Linked DNA regions of Sus scrofa: regions 2, 3 and 4 are each linked to region 1. The links are chromatin contacts, called in public HiChIP or PLAC-seq maps. All regions are on one chromosome and are shown on one strand. The core of a region is the stretch at or near the end of the contact, and the rest is flanking DNA. Distances in the headings are between cores, read along the strand shown. Region 1 overlaps RFFL (E3 ubiquitin-protein ligase rififylin). Region 2 has its middle 47 kb from the start of CCL2. Region 3 has its middle 6.5 kb from the start of CCL2. Region 4 has its middle 24 kb from the start of CCL2.

Region 1 (4,662 bases), core at 352-2,851:
TTTTTTTGTGTTTTTTTTAGGGCCACACCACGGCAAATGGAGGTTCCCAGGCTAGGGATCAAATCGGAGCCACAGCAACATGGGATCCAAGCCATGTCTGCGACATACACCACAGCTCATGGCAACGCCAGATCCTTAACCCACTGAGCGAGGTCAGGGATCAAACCACCATCCTCATGGATGCTAGTCATTGTTTTGCTGAGCCATGACGGGAACTCCTGCAGTTATTCCTTCTTACCCCACACCCCTTGCCCCACATTTTAATCCCTAACCGTTCCTCTTCACCTCCATAAAATCCAAATTGCCCAAACAATTGGGCTGCTGGCCTGCAAAATCAATCCTGATAAACATCCTTGACTAAGGTTTCCTCAAAGTAGCTGTACTTCAGCTGACTCATTCCTCTAAAGCCCTGGGAAACACTCCTCCCGCTTCCCCCAAGTCAGAACACTCCTTTTGTCCAGCATTTTAGAATAAAGACTCATGCTCCGGTGGATCTTCTTTCACACTAGGCAAGATAATAATTTTGCATGGTCAGGAGTTCCCTGATGGCTCAGTGGTTAAGGGCTTGGAGCTGTCACTGCTGTGACTGGAGTATGACCCTGGCCTGGGCACTTCCATGTGCCTGAGACGCAGCCAAAAAGATAAAAAAATAAAATAAAAAGTAAAATTAAAAAGCCATGTTTATTTATTTACTTATTTTGGTCTTTTTAGGGCCACACTTGAGGCACATGGAGGTTCCCAGGCTAGGGGTTGAACTGGAGCTGTAGCTGCTGGCCTACACCACAGTCACAATGCTGTGGGAGCTGAGCCGCATCCACGACCTACACCACAGACCACTGCATCCCCAACCCACTGTGCCAGGCCAGGGATTGAACCTGAGTCCTCATGGATGCTAGTCAGATTCATTTCCACTGAGCCACAACCGGAACTCCCAAGCCATGTTTATTAATTCTACTAATAATTACTAAAAACCACTGACATTAAAAAAAATAATAATTTAGCATGGTCAAAAGGGGGTTTAATTCATTGGCTATGGACCCACTGACTCAAGACCTAGGAGAAGGTTGGAAGTCATCTGAGGATGAAGCTTGGTTATTTCTCAAGTAGACATCTTAATCACTATGAAAGTTTTTTTTTTGTTGTTTTTTTTTTAAAGGGAAGATTCACAGAAATAGCTGGAGGGACAACAGGCCTTCCTATATCATAAAATGCAGTGAATCGTGTGCCATTAAGTCTGTAGACATGTGATCAGGACTAAGACTAGACCAATTTTTCAAAGTAAATGAAAAGGGAAAAACAAGAAGAGGCTGCTCCATTTGCTTAAGAAATGCTTTTTTCTCCCCAAGTCCTTTAACATAATCCAGCAGTTGCAAATAAACAATGGTACTGATTACTGGCAAATTACATTTAACCACTCAGAGGCCAACAGAGCCTCCAGTGGGCCTAACTTCCTGTTAAGTTTCAGGATGACTAGGCAACATTTCTTCAAAGTGGATCAAGACAGTTAAAATGTTTCAGCAAATCAGAACTGGCTCCAAGTAGTTCAAACAGGGGTGAGCTTTCCCCTACCCTTAGAAAGGGCTGCCCCAGGGAGAACCGACCACTCCACAACCACAGGTATGCACTTCCAGAAAAGGCATTTGAATGTTAAACCAGGAGGTGCAGGCTTAACCTGTAGCATCAGAGGGGGCAGCTTTCAAAAGTCAAGTAACACTAGCTCAACACAACTTTTGTAAAGTTCGAATCCAGCACATGGGGGATAGACACTGAAAAAGGCTGCTGAGAGAGCAAGAAGGTTTTGCTTCTCTTTTTATAAGAGAGGACAATGGAGAAATTACCAGACCAAGGTCACTTTCCATTAAAAAAAAAAAAAAAAAGTTAGCAGCTTTAACCAAGATTTAAAAAAAAAAAAAAACTTCATAGGTCATAACTCCATGAAATCAGGAGCGTGGTAAAAAATCTCTCCAAGAATCCTGTAGGAAATTAAGTGTGGATTAGGATAATTAAATGTAAAGTCTCCTTGAGAGTGACTTCTGTCCCTGTAGACTAGAGCCAGTTCTTTCGTATCACAGAAAACCTGTGAAGAGGATTTGCCAAGGCATCACAGCCTTTCTACTTTCACATCAGGTCTGCAAACGCTATGATCTAAAAGGAACAGAGCAATGATTTGGGGAGAGAATTAAATCCTATGGCTTATCAGAGAAAACCACTCCATTCTCTAGTCTTTGCAAAAGTTCACATGCTCGTGTAACTGTAATATGCTTAGGGGTTTCCAAAAATTACATACATTTCCTCAAAAGAGATATAGGAAAAAATATAATCACGGGGTAAAGGCCAAATATTGTCTCTTCTGAATGCTTAAGTAGCCAATTATGTGTCTTAATACATTAATTCTGTCGAGAGAAAGAGACTATTACAGGAAAGTTGAGTAAGACATCTTCAAAAAAAATGTACCCTGGGGCCTAAGTCCATTCAGCTGACGGAAAATCACCCCCTCAAAAAAGCAGTTTTATACAAAATCTAGTATTTTAATTTCCTGGCTGCCAAGAGAAGCATATAAGGAGCAGAAATTAAACTAATTATGTCAGCAGCACAGTGAACAAAACTTTAATTCTATTACACACTAGTTTGACATTTGCTGAAGAATACAAAGGCCCTTAAGGGTAGAAACTTCTTTAGAATATAAATGATTCCCAATCGATATGACAAAAATTAGTCTGGGCAATAAACAGAGTCACGGTTTACAAGGGAAAATTCAGCCAGCATCCCTAATTCAGAATTAAAAAAAAAAAAAAAATTTAAAGTAGAGTATGAGAAACAAATCTCTACAACGGCTTTAATCTCTCCGTGATTTCCATATGTTGTACCATTAATAGGTCCTTTAAGCCAGTATTGTACTAATCAGCTTTTTTAACATCTAGCTCACAAAAGAGCCTATTCATTTAGCTGGGAGACAGGTGTTAGCAACCAGCAACCTCTCTTAGCTTGGGTTCCAGGGGCCTGGTCGGTGATGACTGCAGCATGATTGGCGAGTGGAAAGGGAGGCGAGAAGGAAAGAGAAACAAAAGCACCCGGGGCAGAGGCGGGGGGAAGAGATAAGGGAAAAAAGAGACGTCAGGTGCTACTTCAAGGGGCCCCCTCAAAGCCTAGTGGCCTGATCTGAGCTCCCGGGCCGGGCCCAGATCCTTGAGGCAGAATTGGGAAAATGTCTTTAATTTATTCCTGCAGACAGTAATTCTGACACTCCACGCGTTGAAAAAAATGTTTTCAAATGCCCCATGACTCATTCCTCTTACCCATCTTCTCTACTTCTTCACTTTAGTCCTCACTCTTTCATACGTTTTCTAAAAAAGCTGACTGAGTAGATATTCCTGGAAAGAGATAAAGACCAGGCCGGATTTAGAAAGACATCTTAAGCCTACGGAATAAAAAACCCTAGGAGAAAGGGGGAGACGAGAACATCCATTGAGTTCCGCACAGCGTACAAAGAACAGATTTTCTCTTTTCATCCACAGAACAATGCTACCAGGTATTATTTTCATCTGGCAGATGAAGAAAATGAAGCCCACAGAGATTCAGTAAAAGGGTCTAAAGTAGCATAGGCAGGAGGTGGGATTCAAACACAGTGGGATTCAAAACTACGTTTATCTATTTCCTGAACTGTTACTTTCCCCAAGTTTAATTCCCTAACTAGTATTTCGCGCTCCCATTCTGCTTTAAATCAGACGGTTCTATAGTTCAGCAGTTTTTCTGCCTTCCAAGAACTCAGCCCAAGACCTGTGACTAAATTGTATTGCCTATTAAGCATCCATTATTTCCAATAAGCGCATCAGCTATGGAGAAATGAAACATCTGGCAAGTTGGCTGTATTTTTCAAATCCTACCTACAGAGAATTCCCAGGCAGCTCTCCTAGCCAACACGGATCAGAACGAGATTTGATGACCCATTCGGACCTCCAGTGGTTTCCACATTATCATTCATTTGTCCACTCAGGAAATAAAGGAAGCTACTTTCACCAACCCTCCCTCATGACTCGTGATAGATAATACAGCAGAGGGGGCCTCTCGGTAAAGTAATTTACATACAAGTTATAAAAGCTCTTTGTTATCTGTCATGACTAGGAAATGGGCTATTCTAGCAAATCAAGCATCCTGAATAACATAATGATGCTTTTAAAGGGACTACCAATTTATAAAGAATTTCAAGGCAGTACAACAGTGGCTCCCAAACCCGGCGGCAAATCAGAATCACTTGGGGAGCTTTGTGGACGTAGATGCCTAGAGTGGCTTTTAAAATGCAGATGCTTTGTCATCACTTATCCACTCAAAAAAAGAAGACTCCAGGAGGTGGAGCTGGGAAATCTGTATTTTTAATGGACCCTTCAGTAACTCAGTTGCAAACTGCTAGGTATGGAATCTTTTAAGGAGTGGCTGGCTTTGGAGAACTCCTTGCAATACAACACACTAAAAAAGCTAAAGCTGCATGAATACAATGTGACCTTCTTTTGATGATTCAGGAGACTTCAGGATCTCCCAAGGCCACTAGTTCATCTCTCACTACTAGTCACTATGCTGACAAAACCAGACGGGACGAAAAGTTTAAGATGATTTCATATTAGGAAAACGTAAGCTGGTTTTTCCAGCTTTTTACCATCAGATTTT
Region 2 (4,364 bases), core at 201-2,700, 770 kb before region 1:
TTTGGTCTCCCAGGCCTCCCCTCAGTCTCAAAAGTCTGACTCAAGAGTTAATGATTAGGAAATATTGATACAGCTAAAAACCAGTTCAAACAGTCTGGATGCTGCTATGCCCAGACTTGGCCCACTGACTTTACGACCAATGGTTACTTTCTAGTTAGAGTTACATTGCACCTAGTGCTTGCTTTTGTAATCGAAACCCTCCCTGACACCCCTACATTTGTGAGCCATCTTCACTGCAGAGAGAAGGTCAAGGTGCCAGAACCCTGAGACCACCAAGAAACTGTCACTGGACACCTGACTCCTGCCCTGATGACTTTGAAATGATCTATGGAGTGAGAGGAATGCAGGCACCCTGATCCTTATCCACAGCCTTTTTTTTCCAAAATAATCCTATAACCACCTCCCCCCCCTGCTCTCCTCTCTCCAGGAGGACACAGTTATGAGGCATCAGCCGGCTGTGGCCTCCTTTGCCGGGTAAAGCAATAAAGCTGTTCTTTCTGCTTCACCCAAAACTCTGTCTCTGAGACGTCATTGGCGCCGGTGTGCAGAGGTGGGTTTCGGCTGCAATAGTCACAAGGAGATGAGATGGGGGCTGCCTTTACTCCTATTTTAAAGCTCTGTGGTGAAAAGCAGGCCCTGAAATTCACGTGTGTACAGAGGTCACACCCTTGGTAAAAGCTGGAGGCAGCGCTAGACCCCTAGATTCAGATCTGGACCCCAGACCCTTAACTTCTCAACTGTTTATTAAATGACCATGTTAACAAGCCTTGTGGGGAGCGGCGGCGGCTGCTGTCTGTAGAGGGAGGCCTGGTCCATTTCTCCCAGGGGAGGCAAAGAATGGCCTTTCCCACCACCGTGTTCCTGGGGGGGCACCCGGAGGCACTCAGGGCTCCACTGTTAGCTCTGCCCAGTGTCCCCAGCCCTTGGGGTCTTCTTTCAATTTTTTATTTGGCTGCACCTGCAGCATGTGGAAATTGCCAGGCCAGGGATCGAACCCGCGCCACAGAAGCAACCCGAGCTGCTGCACTAACAACATAATCCTTAACCTGCTGGGCCAACAGAGTACTCTAAGTCACACACTTTCTTGTTCTTTTTCTTTCTTCTTCTTTATTTTTTTTTCTAAGGACCGTGGTCATAGCATATGGAATTTCCCAGGCTAGGTAGGGGTCGAATGGGAGCTATAGCTGCCGGCCTACACCACAGCCACAGCAACACAGGATCTGAGCAGCAGCTGCAACCTATGCCACAGCTTGCTGCAACACTGATCTTTAAGCCATTGAGCAAGGTCAGGGATCAAACCCACATCCTCATGGATACTTGGGTTTGTTTCCGCTGAGCCATAATAGGAACATCTGATTTTTTCCTTTCAAGCTACTGAATGCCAAGAACAAACTGTGGAAACGCAGTGTCTGCCCGCTAGAGCTCTCATGCTGGGGGCAAGATCATATGCAAATTCAGGCAAAAACAGAACCACAGAGAGATAATTCTGTGGGTGACTAATGAGCACGTGAAGCGGGGTGGGGGGGCACTGAATTTTTGCCTGGTCAGGGAAGACTTCCTGGAGGAGGAAGCTCTTCCACTTGAGCCTTTGCGAGTGAGGAAGGCTTGAAGGGATGATGAAGTCAGCATCCAGTCTCGGGGTAAGCGTGGTGCTTTGATGGGGAGGGAGGTCAGCTGGCCTGGATGAAGCATGGGGAGAGGGGCTGGAAATAGGGCTGGAGGAGTGGGTTACGGACAGACTGTGGAAGGTTCCAAGGACCCAGCAGAGGGCCTTTCTTTTATTTTTATTTTTTAGGGCAGCACCCACAGCATATGGAAGTTCCCAGACTAGGGGTCAAATCAGAGCTGTAGTTGCCAGCCTACATACACCAAAGCCACAGCAACGCAGGATCTGAGCCACATCTGTGACCCACACCACAGCTCGCAGCAATGCCAGATCCTTAACCCAGGGATCGAACCTCATGGTTCCTAGTCAGATTTGTTAACCACAGAGCCACGACAGGAATTCCTTGCTTTCGTTTTTGTTTTTTTTTTTCTTTCCTTTTTATGGCCGCACCTGTGGCATCCGAATCAGAGCTGCCACCACCGGCCTACACCGCAGCCATGGCAACACCTGATCTGAGCCCATCCACGACCTACACCGAACCACATGTAATGTCTCTAAACCAGTAGCTGGAGATTGTAGCACGAGCACCTGACCCTTAGCTTTTGACTGGAATGTGAGGGGTTGACATAAAACTTTTGATGACTGAGGCATCCGCTTCAAAGTCGTCTGTTTCAAATAAGCACATGGCCAGCTACACAACTAGATAAAGGGCGGGGCCACCCCACCGATAAAGTTCCCCTTTTAGCAAGTCCTGGCTGACCTAGCTCCCTGACCTCTTAGGGACCCCTCTTTTCCCTTCCATGCTTTAATTCCTTCTCTTCTGTTTTAAATTCACCAATAAAGATGAACCTGCAAAACTCCGGGCACCCCACCCTCACCCCAAAAAAGGCAGAACCCCAGGTCTGAGCCCTGTCTCTCTGTCTCTGTCTCTCTGTCTCTGTGCAACCTCGCTGTGTGGTCCCCGGTTTGCTGTCTACCCTCTATTTTTTTTTTTTTTTTGTCTTTTGTCCTTTTTTAGGGCTGCACCTGCAGCACATGGAGGTTCCCAGGCTAGGGGTCTAATCAGAACTGCAGCCACCGGCCTACGCCAGAGCCGCAGCAACTACAGTCTTTGAAGCACTAACTTCAAGGTCCTTGAGTTTGTTGAATGTCTGAATTACTCCTACTGTTTTCTTTTTTCCTCTGTATTTTTTTTCACTCTTCTGATTAAATTGGTTCTTTGACGAAGGTTTTTCTATAGATAAAAAGGCAGGTGGCGGACGGGAGTGGGGGGGGGGGGCGCGTCCATTCTGGGAAGGCCACTCAGGGTCCGGCTCCGTTACATTTTTTTCACTCCTCAGCCTGAAATACTGCTCTGAGCTTTCCCTCCCTCACCTCGGATCGCTCCTCCTCACTTCTCCCGCACCCCCAAAAGTGCCCTCAGCCTCCATCCCCAACTCCCTAACCCACACCTGGGCCGAGGTTTGAGGAATGGCCACACAGGAGAGCACGCAACTGAACAGTAAATCTCAGGCTCCTTTCTTGGGTCAACGCTCACCCTCGAGCCCACCTGCGCCCACCTTACGGGGTCCATCCTGTGCCCGGAGCCCCTTCCTCCGCCTCCGAGGGCCTCTGTCCCTTGAGGTCCTTCCTTCCCCGCCCTTACACCCACTCATGGAAACTGAAATGCTTCTCCAGTAAAAGTAATCGCTGAGTCAGGAAGTTCCCTTTCCACTTTCTAACATCAAGAAACAAGCTCTTGGAGTCCCTGTCGTGGTGCAGCAGAAATGAACCCCACTTGTATCCAGGAGGATGTGGGTTTGATCCCCGGCCTTGCTCGGTGAGGTAAGGATCCAGCGTTGCCGGGACCCCTAGCCTGGTAACCTCCAAATGCCACTGGTGTGGCCCTGAAAGAAATGAGCTCTTTATTTCCAAGCCTTCCCTTCCTGGGGAGGCCTGGAGATGGGAAATTCTTCAACAGCAGCAGCCTAAAAATCCTTTCCCACGTGGAAAAGCAGGTGTCCTTCCTCATCCGGGGAACCCGTCGGTTTTCAGTAACACTCATTTCCCCCCTCTTTTTGCACCAACACACACACATTTTCAAAGCCCAGACCTCATGGACTGCTGCAGCATCGCTTGGCCTCTGGTCAGACCACCTCTATCTCCTGTGGACAGGGCCCCGAGGGATCCTGGCAGAGAAATGACAGCCAAGGAAGTTGATGCAGAGGCTCAGGGCCCAGGAGGGTGCCTGGTTCTGGGCCTGGCCTGGACACATCCCCCCTCCTCTGGGTGCCGTACCCTCAGACATGCTGGTTGAGGGATGGTGATTATTCACAGAATCTTCGAATGATTTCTAGCTCAGAGGAGCTGAGATTTGCCTGTAAGTCATGAAAGGGAGTCTGAGCTCAAAGAGACATCAGACTTTCCAGAAACTGAGATCATTCTTGACCGGGAAGTCAAGTCCAATACGCTGACACCACCAGGCAGAGATTCACAGTGGTAAGCGGTCCAGACGGACTTTTTCAGGACCACGCTGGGAGCTGAAAAAGAACAAGAAAAAAAAAAATGTTCACCAACTTCCATTTGTGTGCCAAGTGATATTCAGGGATCTACATGCATTATCTCAAAGCTTTTAAAAACTTTGAGATCAAATTTCCACAATACCGTTCACCCCTTGAAACTGTACAATTCAATGGCTTTAGTATATTTAAAAGTTGCGCAACCACCACCATTATTTAATTCCAGCATATTTTCATCACTCCAAAAAGTAATCCCATAT
Region 3 (4,377 bases), core at 926-3,425, 730 kb before region 1:
CCATTCAGCCCTCACCCCCTGACTTCTCAGTGTGAACTTGGAACTCAGGCCACCCATCCACTTGGAACCTCTTCAGACTCAGAAAGTGTCTAATACTTTTGGACTCGAAAGAGTCTCAATTCCTCTTCTGTTGGGCAATCTCTTGGTCCTTTAGCAAATGTCTGTTTGGTCCATTTCCTCCCTGCATCCAGCTCTGCATTACAAGGGGTGTTCAGAGGGGCAGCCTATCTCTCTGGCCACCAAAACTTCTTTCTTCCCTTCATCCGGGGCATGAGTGCCTGTTTACAATGGGTGCCTACTTCTACTGCCTCAGTAACATTTCTGGGAACAAAGAACTGTTTCTTCTAGAGAAAAAATAGTTGGCAGTCTCAATGGAAAATGTTAAGATCCACGACCAGGCATTTCCCACAAAACACACACACACACACACACACGAGGCTTATGGATGCATTGATTTTATGAACACACTGAAAGCCTGGGGAAATTTCTTTCTTTCTTTCTTTTTTTTTTTTTTGGCTTTTTTTTTTGTGCCTGTGTCTTTTTTTGTCTTTTCTAGGGCTGCACCTTCAGCATATGGAGGTTCCCAGGCTAGGGGTCTCATCAGAGCTGTAGCCACCGGCCTGTGCCACAGCCACAGCCACGCAGGATCCAAGCCGCGTCTGCAACCTACACCACAGCTCACAGCAATGCCGGATCCTTAACCCACTGAGCAAGGCCAGGGATCAAACCCGCAACCTCATGGTTCTTAGTCAGATTCGTTAACCACTGAGCCACGACGGGAACTCCTGGCAAACTTTCTTTTCCCTATTTTAACATAAGCAGGGCAGGGATTTGAAACTCTGGGATTTCTGTGGCACCTTTCAGTTAATTTCCCTTCATTCATTCATTATCACATATCTGTCGAGCTCCTAGTGAATGAATATGTGATAATTCATTCATTATCACTTATTTGTCCAGGGGCTGAAGTGGGGGATTCAGGACAAAAGTCCCTGCCCAGGACGGCCTCGCCTCCTCCTGCGTGCCTGCCACGTTAGAAATAGCGCCAAGGAGAACAATGGAAAGTTCTCTCACTACCTTGGCTATGTTTTTGAGAAGTAAATAAGTTGCAGAGTTGAATTATCTCATAAAGTTTTGTCTTTTAAGTCCTTAACTCTAAAGCCAGAAGAGTCGAGTGCACTTTGCAAAACCACTTCCCCCAACTTTTCTCTCTCCCCTGGACAAATACATTTAGATTCTCAGTCCCGCTTTCTCTTTCTCGGGGTCCCATTTTGCAGGAAACACAGGAAGCGCTTTTGAATGGAGCTAGTGCTTTGCAACCTGGGGATCCACCAGGGAGCCAGCCGAAACTCTGAACCAAGAAGAAGCTTTTTTTGGCAGCCAAAGTTTCCCTTTTTCGGCATGCAATGTTTTGCAATCCCAAGGGAGAAACAGCTCATCCCCAAAGAGGGATTTGCAAGGCCCCCCAAAAACCACTGTTTGGTGGTAGCCCAGGCACTGGTCCCCCAGACTGGCCACAATCTCTGCCCCCAGTAGAAGAAGTGGGGAGCTCGGTAAGCCAAAAGTCTTCCTTCTCTTTTCATGTCCCTAGCCTCCTGTCATTAGATATCTGTGAGAAACGAGCTGAGAATCATGGGCTGTTCATCGGTTCAAATATTTCTGGAGAACCCACACTAGATGAAAGACACTGTTCCAGATGCTGGGATCCAGCCTGGGCCAGGGTCTGCAGGGGGGCTGGAGCTTTGGAGGGGAAGGTTCTAGAAGCAGAGAATGAGTCCAGGGGCAACACGAGGTTTTGAGGCAGACAAGGACCTGTCAGAATATGAACTTCCAGTGAAAGCTGGATGCTGTGTGGGAAGATGACACCCTAACTTGACCTGGGGATGTTCCTCTCTGACCCCTGGTCTTGGTCAGCCCTCGCTAAAGCTTCTTTGCACACAGGCAGACAAGAAGCTAGAGGTGAAAAAAAAAAAGCTTGGGAAATCTAGACTTGACTGCATGGTACAACAGGGGTGCCCCACCAAATTTCCTAGCAAGAAATAGGAGTGGAGGCTTAGGCAGGGCCCAGGGGCTGCCTGGGACTGGCTGTGCACCCCCAAACTGGACACTCTAGCTTACTCAGCCCCTTCGAGTGACACAGCTCTTTACACGTCGCTTACGAAGCACCTTTGGCTTATTATTTCATACAAGTCTCGTGACAACGTTCGAAACAGCTGTCTTAGTAATTACACATTACAGAAGAGGCCCAGAGAGGTCAAGTGACTTGGACAAAGGCACACAGCTAAAAGGAGACAGAGCCAGGCCTCTGGCCCTAGTGTTCTGATATGGCCTGGTTTTTTTTTTTTTTTTTTTTGCTTCCCTGTGGCCTAGGGAGACCCTGGGCCAGGGATCAGATCCAAGCTTCACCAGAAGCTTTAGCCGGCTGTGTGGGGCCTGGCACTCCAGAAGCACCGACAATCCCATTGTGCCAGAGCGGGAACTCAGCGTGGGGTTCTTCCTGTGATTCAAGTTTCCTTCTTTGTCCTCTCTCTTTTTTTACTCTCTCTCTCCCTTTCTTCCTTTCCTTTTTTCTGCCTGTGCCTTTCTCCTGTGAGTGATCCAGCCGAGCCAGCACACCCTCGAATCATCAGCCCAAGGGTGCCCAAACACAGACTGGCAATTGTCTGGGGGAGGGAGGAGAGCTTAGACAAAATACAGCTTGACGGAAGTTCTGTCGTGGCGCAGTGGTTAACGAATCCGACTAGGAACCATGAGGTTTCGGGTTCGGTCCCTGCCCTTGCTCAGTGGGTTAAGGATCCGGCGTTGCCGTGAGCTGTGGTGTAGGTTGCAGACGCGGCTCGGATATCGCGTTGCTGTGGCTCTGGCGTAGGCCGGTGGCTACAGCTCCGATTCGACCCCTAGCCTGGGAACTTCCATATGCCGCGGGAGCGGCCCAAGAAATAGCAACAACAACAAAAGACAAAAAGACAAAAAAAAAAAAAAAAAAATACAGCTTGACGTAGTTAAAATTACAGATTGCCATTCAGCAGGTCGGGGGTGAAGACCAGCCCTCTTTACTTCGGGTAAGTTCAGTGGTACCTGACTGCTTGGAGCTCACGGATGTGTTTGCTAATCTGATGGCAGCCATGGACCCATGGACCCGCTCTCCAGAAAAATACATACTCACATACATGTGGCAGGCAATTCAGGATGGTTCTTGAAGCCTCGCCAAGAGCCACAAGCTGAACTGCTCATGTTTCCCACACCTGCTGAGCCCTTTGAAGGGTCTTCTAATGGGACCATGGACCAGACTCATCAGCATCACCTCAGAGCTGGTTAGAAACACAGGATCTCACCTCAGGCCGACCCCTACCACTCAAGTCCTACAGAATCAGAATCTGTACTATAATAAGATCCCAAGGGGATTCATAAGCACTTAATTTTTCAATGTTATTTATTTATTGATTGTCTTTTTAGGGCTGCACCTGTGGCATATGGATGTTTCCAGACTAGGGGTCGAACTGGAGCTCCAGTTGCCGGCCTACGCCACAGCCACAGCCACGCCAGATCTGTGACCTACACCACAGCTCACGGCAACACTGGATCCTTAACCCACTGATCGAGGCCAGGGATCGAACCTGTGTCCTCATGGATACTAGTCACGTTCGTTCCCACTGAGCCATGATGGAACTCTATATAAGCACTTTAAATCTGTGCTCTCTATTATAAGTTTGCTCCAAAATGCACCCCTTCCTCCAGCCAGGAATCGCCTAAGGTTTAAAACCTGTCCCCTTGAGCCCATCTTAAAAGTCCTACTATGAGGCCTTTCTGAGCCCTTGGCTGGAGCTCTCGGAGCTCTGTGTCTCTGGTTGCTGCAATAATTCTGTCTGCATGTCACTTGGGTTGCCTCCACATGACCCCGGTGCAGGTGCTAAAACAAGGATTCAGTGAAAGGTTGTCAAAGCAGTGCTTCTCTGTCTCCGCTTCCTCTGCTTTTCCTGACCTCTTTTCCTACGAAGCCCCCCAGTTCACTGTCATCACAGGGGCACCTCAAATGTACTCACCAGTCCCCTTGCTGCATCTTGGGCAATGTGACCCCAAGCCAGCAAAGTGGCTTCTCCCCCACTGAGGTACCCCTGATAACCAAGGGAGCCACAGTGAGCCTTACACTGGTGTTATCCTAACAGTTTTCTTAGACTTGACCCCTCCCCTTGCCTACAGCAGCCCACTCCCAGCAGGGCTCAGGCCCTGGTCCCCAAGGGCTGGCGCAGAAGGCATTCTAAGTGACAAGTCCTCCACATGGCTGAGCCACCCCTCCCACCCCACAACCATCCCCAGCTGGGCTGTTGCAGTTGAATTTTCCTTTCCTTTTCCTGTAAGCTACCCCCTAGCTGCCCCCCA
Region 4 (4,501 bases), core at 1,938-4,437, 740 kb before region 1:
TCAGATCTGTGGCGTAGGATGGCAGCTGCAGCTTATACCCCTAGCCTGGGAACTGCTATACGCTGCCCGTGTGGCCCTAAAAAACAAAACAAAACAAAACAAAAAAGAAGAAGAAGACAGATACTTCAGGTCTTGGGGAACAACTTTATGACCCTGGATCCATCTGCACGCCCCCAACAAGCTACCTTGTACAAACAAAAACAATAACAAACACCTGAACAATAATGCTATCAAATACCTTTTCTGCCCAAGCTTCGCTTTCGCAGTATGCAAAGCGGATTGCTTGAAGGTATTGGAAGAAGTAAAATAAATTAATACATTGTGCTCATCTTTGGGGAGTTCCCATTGTGGCTCAGTGGGTTAAGAATCGGACTAGTATCCATGAGGATGCCGGTTTGATCCCTCGCCTCGCTCAGTGGGTTAAGGATCCGGGGGTTGCTACGAGCTATGGCGTAGGTCGCAGATGCAGTTGGGCTTCAAGCCCCTAGCCCGGGGCCTTCCATAGGCCACAAGTGCGGCCATAAAAATAAATAAATCAATAAATCGTGATCGTCTCTTTCCTTCCTTATGTATCGTTGCCTCTCTCAGCCACGTACCCGGCACTGGGAACCGAGTCCAGCTCATTCTCCCTCAACCTGTGGGGCGGGGAGCCCTGCCTTGGAAAGACCTCCGTGCGGGATTGGTGGCAACAGGCCCACACTGTCCCAGAAGGGCGCCTTGGCCCCCTCATCTGAATCAGAATCTGTTCAGTTCCCCACACAGGGGCTGCTCTGTCTATGCGAGGCCCTCCCCTTTCGACGGCCCTGGGGACTGCTGGCTCTGGGGGCTCTGGTTCTGCTCCCGCTTCCCAGCCCTCCCTAGGTTCCTGCTCCCCCCTCTGCTTCCCAGCCTGGTTAGAGGTGCCCTGCACAGGCTTCCAGCACCGTGTCTCCCCATGCAGCAGACCCACTACTGAGGGTGTCCTGGGGTCCACCCCTGCCACCTACAAACTTGGAGACTTTGCCCCCCACACCCCCACACCCTGGGACTCTGCTTCCTCCCCCATAAATAAAGGAGCTGGTGCTAACATGCTTACAGCTAAGTCAGTAAAGGACCATGCTTTTATTCTACGACTGGAGCCCCTGGGTGCACCGAGTAGTTGGCTGGGTTGGGTGCTGCCACCAGAGGGATGCAAAATACGATCGGGGGTGTCCCCGGGGGAGGTCATAGGACCAGCACTGTGGGACTTTATCTTCTTAGGTCATGTATTCCAAACTCCATAGCGAGGTTCTCTGCAGGGGGACCTCCCAGGGGATAAAGTGAGGCAACACCAGGGCCAGACACATCCGCTCACTTATCACAGCCACAGAGCCGGTGACCGAGGGGTAACAACCTTCCTGAAACTCCCTGCCCTGAGGCTCTGTCCTCACTAATCCCCAAAGAAGCTGGAGCCCAGGCCAGGCCTTTCCTCCCTCACCCTGGCCAGCTTCCCCTGCAGGCCCCTCTCCAAAAGGCCTGGAGACAGCTGGCCTGGTGAGCAGGCTGCCAGCACCAAAGACTGCATGGCTCTCTTGAACCCTTGCATGGCTGGGGGCTGGTGTGTGGTCAGGGGATGCTCCACCCAGCCCAGAGCCCCTGCCTGGCCCCCAGGAGCCCCATAGGCAGCAGCAATTTCAAACGAAAGGAAGGAAGGAAGGGAAAGAAAGAGAGAGAGAAAGAAAGAAGGAGAAAGACAGAAAGAAAGAAAGAGAAAAAAGAAAACATAAAAGAGGAAAAGAAAAAGAAAGCAAGCCTGGAATTTCCTCCCAGACACGGACACTGGGAAAGTCCCAGCTCTGTTGAGTGGCTCCCCATTGACAGGCCTGTCCCCCCAGCCCTGAAGCAAGGTCACTGCCAAGGCCTCTTTCCAGCCCATCACGTGGAGCTGCCCAGCGGGCAGGGAGCCACACTGCCCCCCTCCACTCCCCCCCGAGCCCACCCGCCTGAAGTCATCCCGCTGGCTCTTTAGGCCGGCTCCCCACCCAGCGGAAGGCAGGAAGCCCCCACTCCCACCCCCGCAGGGGCTCTGAGGGTCTGGATGCTGGATGGGATCCAAGGGAGGCCAAAGTGACTTCAGGCCGCGAGCAGACTTTGTTTCCTGAAAGGGGGATGTCGACTAAGAGGAAAAAAAAAAGGACAACCTGAAAGTTGCGAGTTAAGTTTTACTGGGGGCAAAACCAGGCTTACGCCCGGGAGACAGCATCCCAGGGAGCCCTGAGAAACCGCTCCGAGGAGGTGAGGGGGGAGCTAGGACACGCAGGAGTTTTTGCCACAAAGGGAAGGCAGTCGGGAAAACAACACCCCAAATCAGATTTACACGAAACCAGATACCTCGCGTTCTGAGCCACCCCAAAGAGGAAAGGGGGAGCCCCAGGATAGGAGATAAAGGGGAAGGGGGAGGGGCACGCAGCCAGCAGACATGTCTCAGGTGTTTGCTGCTGGTCTCATGAAGGTCACTGCTAGTCACAGGCGTCCGAGAGCACGAAGGATGTTAGTGTTTTTCTAGATACGAGGAGATGCAAGAACTGGGCTCATAAAATCTTCTCCTAAAAATCTCTAACAATCTGAAGAGCTTTACCCAGAGCTCAGAGGGCCTCCGTCCTGGTCTCCACCCTGAGCTCTGCTCAGCAGGTGCTGCGGGTCGGCAGCGGCAGGGGCCCAGGATTTCATCCATGCAGAGGCGGATGGCAAGTGCCAAGCTCCAGTTCACAGGGACGAGGGTGCCCTCCCAGAATTAGGCGGCTGATGAAGACAACGGGGCAGAGCAGGAGGTCTGGGGAATGCGGTTGACTGTGAACTCGGACTTGCTGGAGGCAGCAGCCTTGTCTCCCCTGCAGAGGGAGGGCCGGGTCACGTGGGCCACCGGCAGACCAGGTCTGCACCCCCAACTTGGAGTCGGAGGATGCGGACTGCCTTCTGGTTCTCCCACTTTCTCTGTGCAAACTCCATGGATGGTTAGCTTCTCTGAGCCTCATCTCCTCACGTGTCAGTCAGTGATGATGAAGCTGCAAGATTGAAAGGAGGCGTGGTCCTGGCCGGTGGGGTCCCTACCCTGGACTCTGACCCTTCTCCCACTCACCACCCCCGGGGCCCTTTCATCACCTCCTCTGCCCACCATCAGCACATCTCATGTGGTTTCCTGAGAAGTTTCCCTTCTCTTTTGTGAAAAGGGCAGCAAATAGAGGCCGCCTTGCCCTCAGAAGAGGAAGTCCTCCAGCCCCCAGGCCTCTGCCCAGCTTCACACAAGGACCTCTGTTCCACCACCCCGGGGGGCCACCAGCATGGCTTTCTCTCCTCGGGGACAGCAGTCAATTCTCTCTTCCATTCTCTCTTCCCCACCCCACCGGGGTCTGCCCAGAGCCACAGCCAGGCTCTGAGATGGGAGGGAGCCAGCTCTTCCCTGGGGCTTCCCCACCACCCATCACTGCGATTCCAGGGCCCCAAGAACACCCGGCCTCGGCCCACTCTCTCCAGAGCTCTGCCTGGGCAGCTCGCCCTGGCACGGCTCCCGGGCATCTGGTTCTACCCCAGCTGCCCTCAGCAAAATGTGTCTGTCCTCGTGGTTGGGCCTCAGCTCCATGGAGCCCCATGATGTGTTAATAAGTGAGAATCACCCGCTTGACAGCCCCAGAGTGAGAAATGTGTGAGATGCAACACTCTAGTCCATGGGTATCCGAGACTGGGCATTAAACAACAGTGAAGCACTAGTACGGAAAACCATTCCTTTTTCTTTTTTAATTAAAAAGAATTTTTTTGGGTCTTTTTGGGGACTGTGCATGTGGCATATGGAAATTCCCCAGCTAGGGGTTGAATCTGAGCTACAGCTGCCAGCCTACGCCACAGCCATAGCAAGGCCAGATCCAAGCCCAGTCTGTGACCTACACCACAGCTCATGGTAACGCTGGATCCTTAGCCCACTGAGCAAGGCCAGGGATCGAACCTGCATCTTCATAGATTGTAGACGGGTTTGTTACTGCTGACTCATGAAGGGAACCCCTTACTTTTTAAAATGTTTTTATTAAAATATAGTTGATTCACAATGTCGTGCAAATGTATTCCCATTTTGTATTTTTTTTTGAAGTATAGTTGATTTATAATATTGTGTTAGTTTCAGATGCACAGTAAAGTAATTCACTTATATATATATTTTCAGATTACATTCCATTCTAGGTTATTATGAGATATTGAATATAGTTCCCTGTGCTATACAGTAAATCCCTGTTGCTTATCTTTTTTTTTTTTTTCTCTTTTTATGGCCACACCATAAAAAGCAGCCTATGTAAGTTCCCAGGCCAGGGGTCGAATCATAACTGCAGGTGCAGGCCTATGTCACAGCCACAGCCACGCCAGACCCAAGCTACATCTGTGACCTACACCACAGCTCGTGGCAGTGCTGGGTCCTTAACCCACTGAGAGAGGTCAGGGATTGAACCCACCTCCTCAGAGAGATAGCTTTATGTTCTTAACCCACTGAGCCACAACG

Evidence for each region. HiChIP or PLAC-seq counts read pairs in DNA pulled down with a chosen protein or histone mark.
Region 2: a contact with region 1 is called in an H3K27ac HiChIP or PLAC-seq map of alveolar macrophages. The contact joins two enhancer-like sites. A contact is called at or near these places in 1 of 47 Hi-C or Micro-C datasets (embryonic fibroblasts) and 1 of 2 datasets of contacts at active chromatin or transcription factors (alveolar macrophages).
Region 3: an H3K27ac HiChIP or PLAC-seq map of alveolar macrophages shows a contact between it and region 1. The contact joins two enhancer-like sites. A contact is called at or near these places in 2 of 2 datasets of contacts at active chromatin or transcription factors (alveolar macrophages and skeletal muscle).
Region 4: a contact with region 1 is called in an H3K27ac HiChIP or PLAC-seq map of alveolar macrophages. The contact joins two enhancer-like sites. A contact is called at or near these places in 1 of 47 Hi-C or Micro-C datasets (embryonic fibroblasts) and 1 of 2 datasets of contacts at active chromatin or transcription factors (alveolar macrophages).

Annotation. Positions count from the first base shown.
Region 1 is chr12:40,078,405-40,083,066 of Sscrofa11.1, reverse strand. All of the region lies in intron 1 of RFFL (E3 ubiquitin-protein ligase rififylin), which reads right to left. Among named protein-coding and RNA genes, the nearest start is that of RFFL, 5.5 kb to the right of the region's middle. Within about 2 kb of position 1,601, at least 13 of the 83 cell types and tissues checked have an H3K27ac peak or open chromatin away from gene starts, as enhancers often do. A contact at or near this core is called in alveolar macrophages, where this site is marked.
Region 2 is chr12:40,844,652-40,849,015 of Sscrofa11.1, reverse strand. No RefSeq gene overlaps it. Among named protein-coding and RNA genes, the nearest start is that of CCL2, 47 kb to the right of the region's middle. Within about 2 kb of position 1,450, at least 6 of the 83 cell types and tissues checked have an H3K27ac peak or open chromatin away from gene starts, as enhancers often do. A contact at or near this core is called in alveolar macrophages, where this site is marked.
Region 3 is chr12:40,804,374-40,808,750 of Sscrofa11.1, reverse strand. No RefSeq gene overlaps it. Among named protein-coding and RNA genes, the nearest start is that of CCL2, 6.5 kb to the right of the region's middle. Within about 2 kb of position 2,175, at least 9 of the 83 cell types and tissues checked have an H3K27ac peak or open chromatin away from gene starts, as enhancers often do. A contact at or near this core is called in alveolar macrophages, where this site is marked.
Region 4 is chr12:40,821,502-40,826,002 of Sscrofa11.1, reverse strand. No RefSeq gene overlaps it. Among named protein-coding and RNA genes, the nearest start is that of CCL2, 24 kb to the right of the region's middle. Within about 2 kb of position 3,187, at least 22 of the 83 cell types and tissues checked have an H3K27ac peak or open chromatin away from gene starts, as enhancers often do. A contact at or near this core is called in alveolar macrophages, where this site is marked.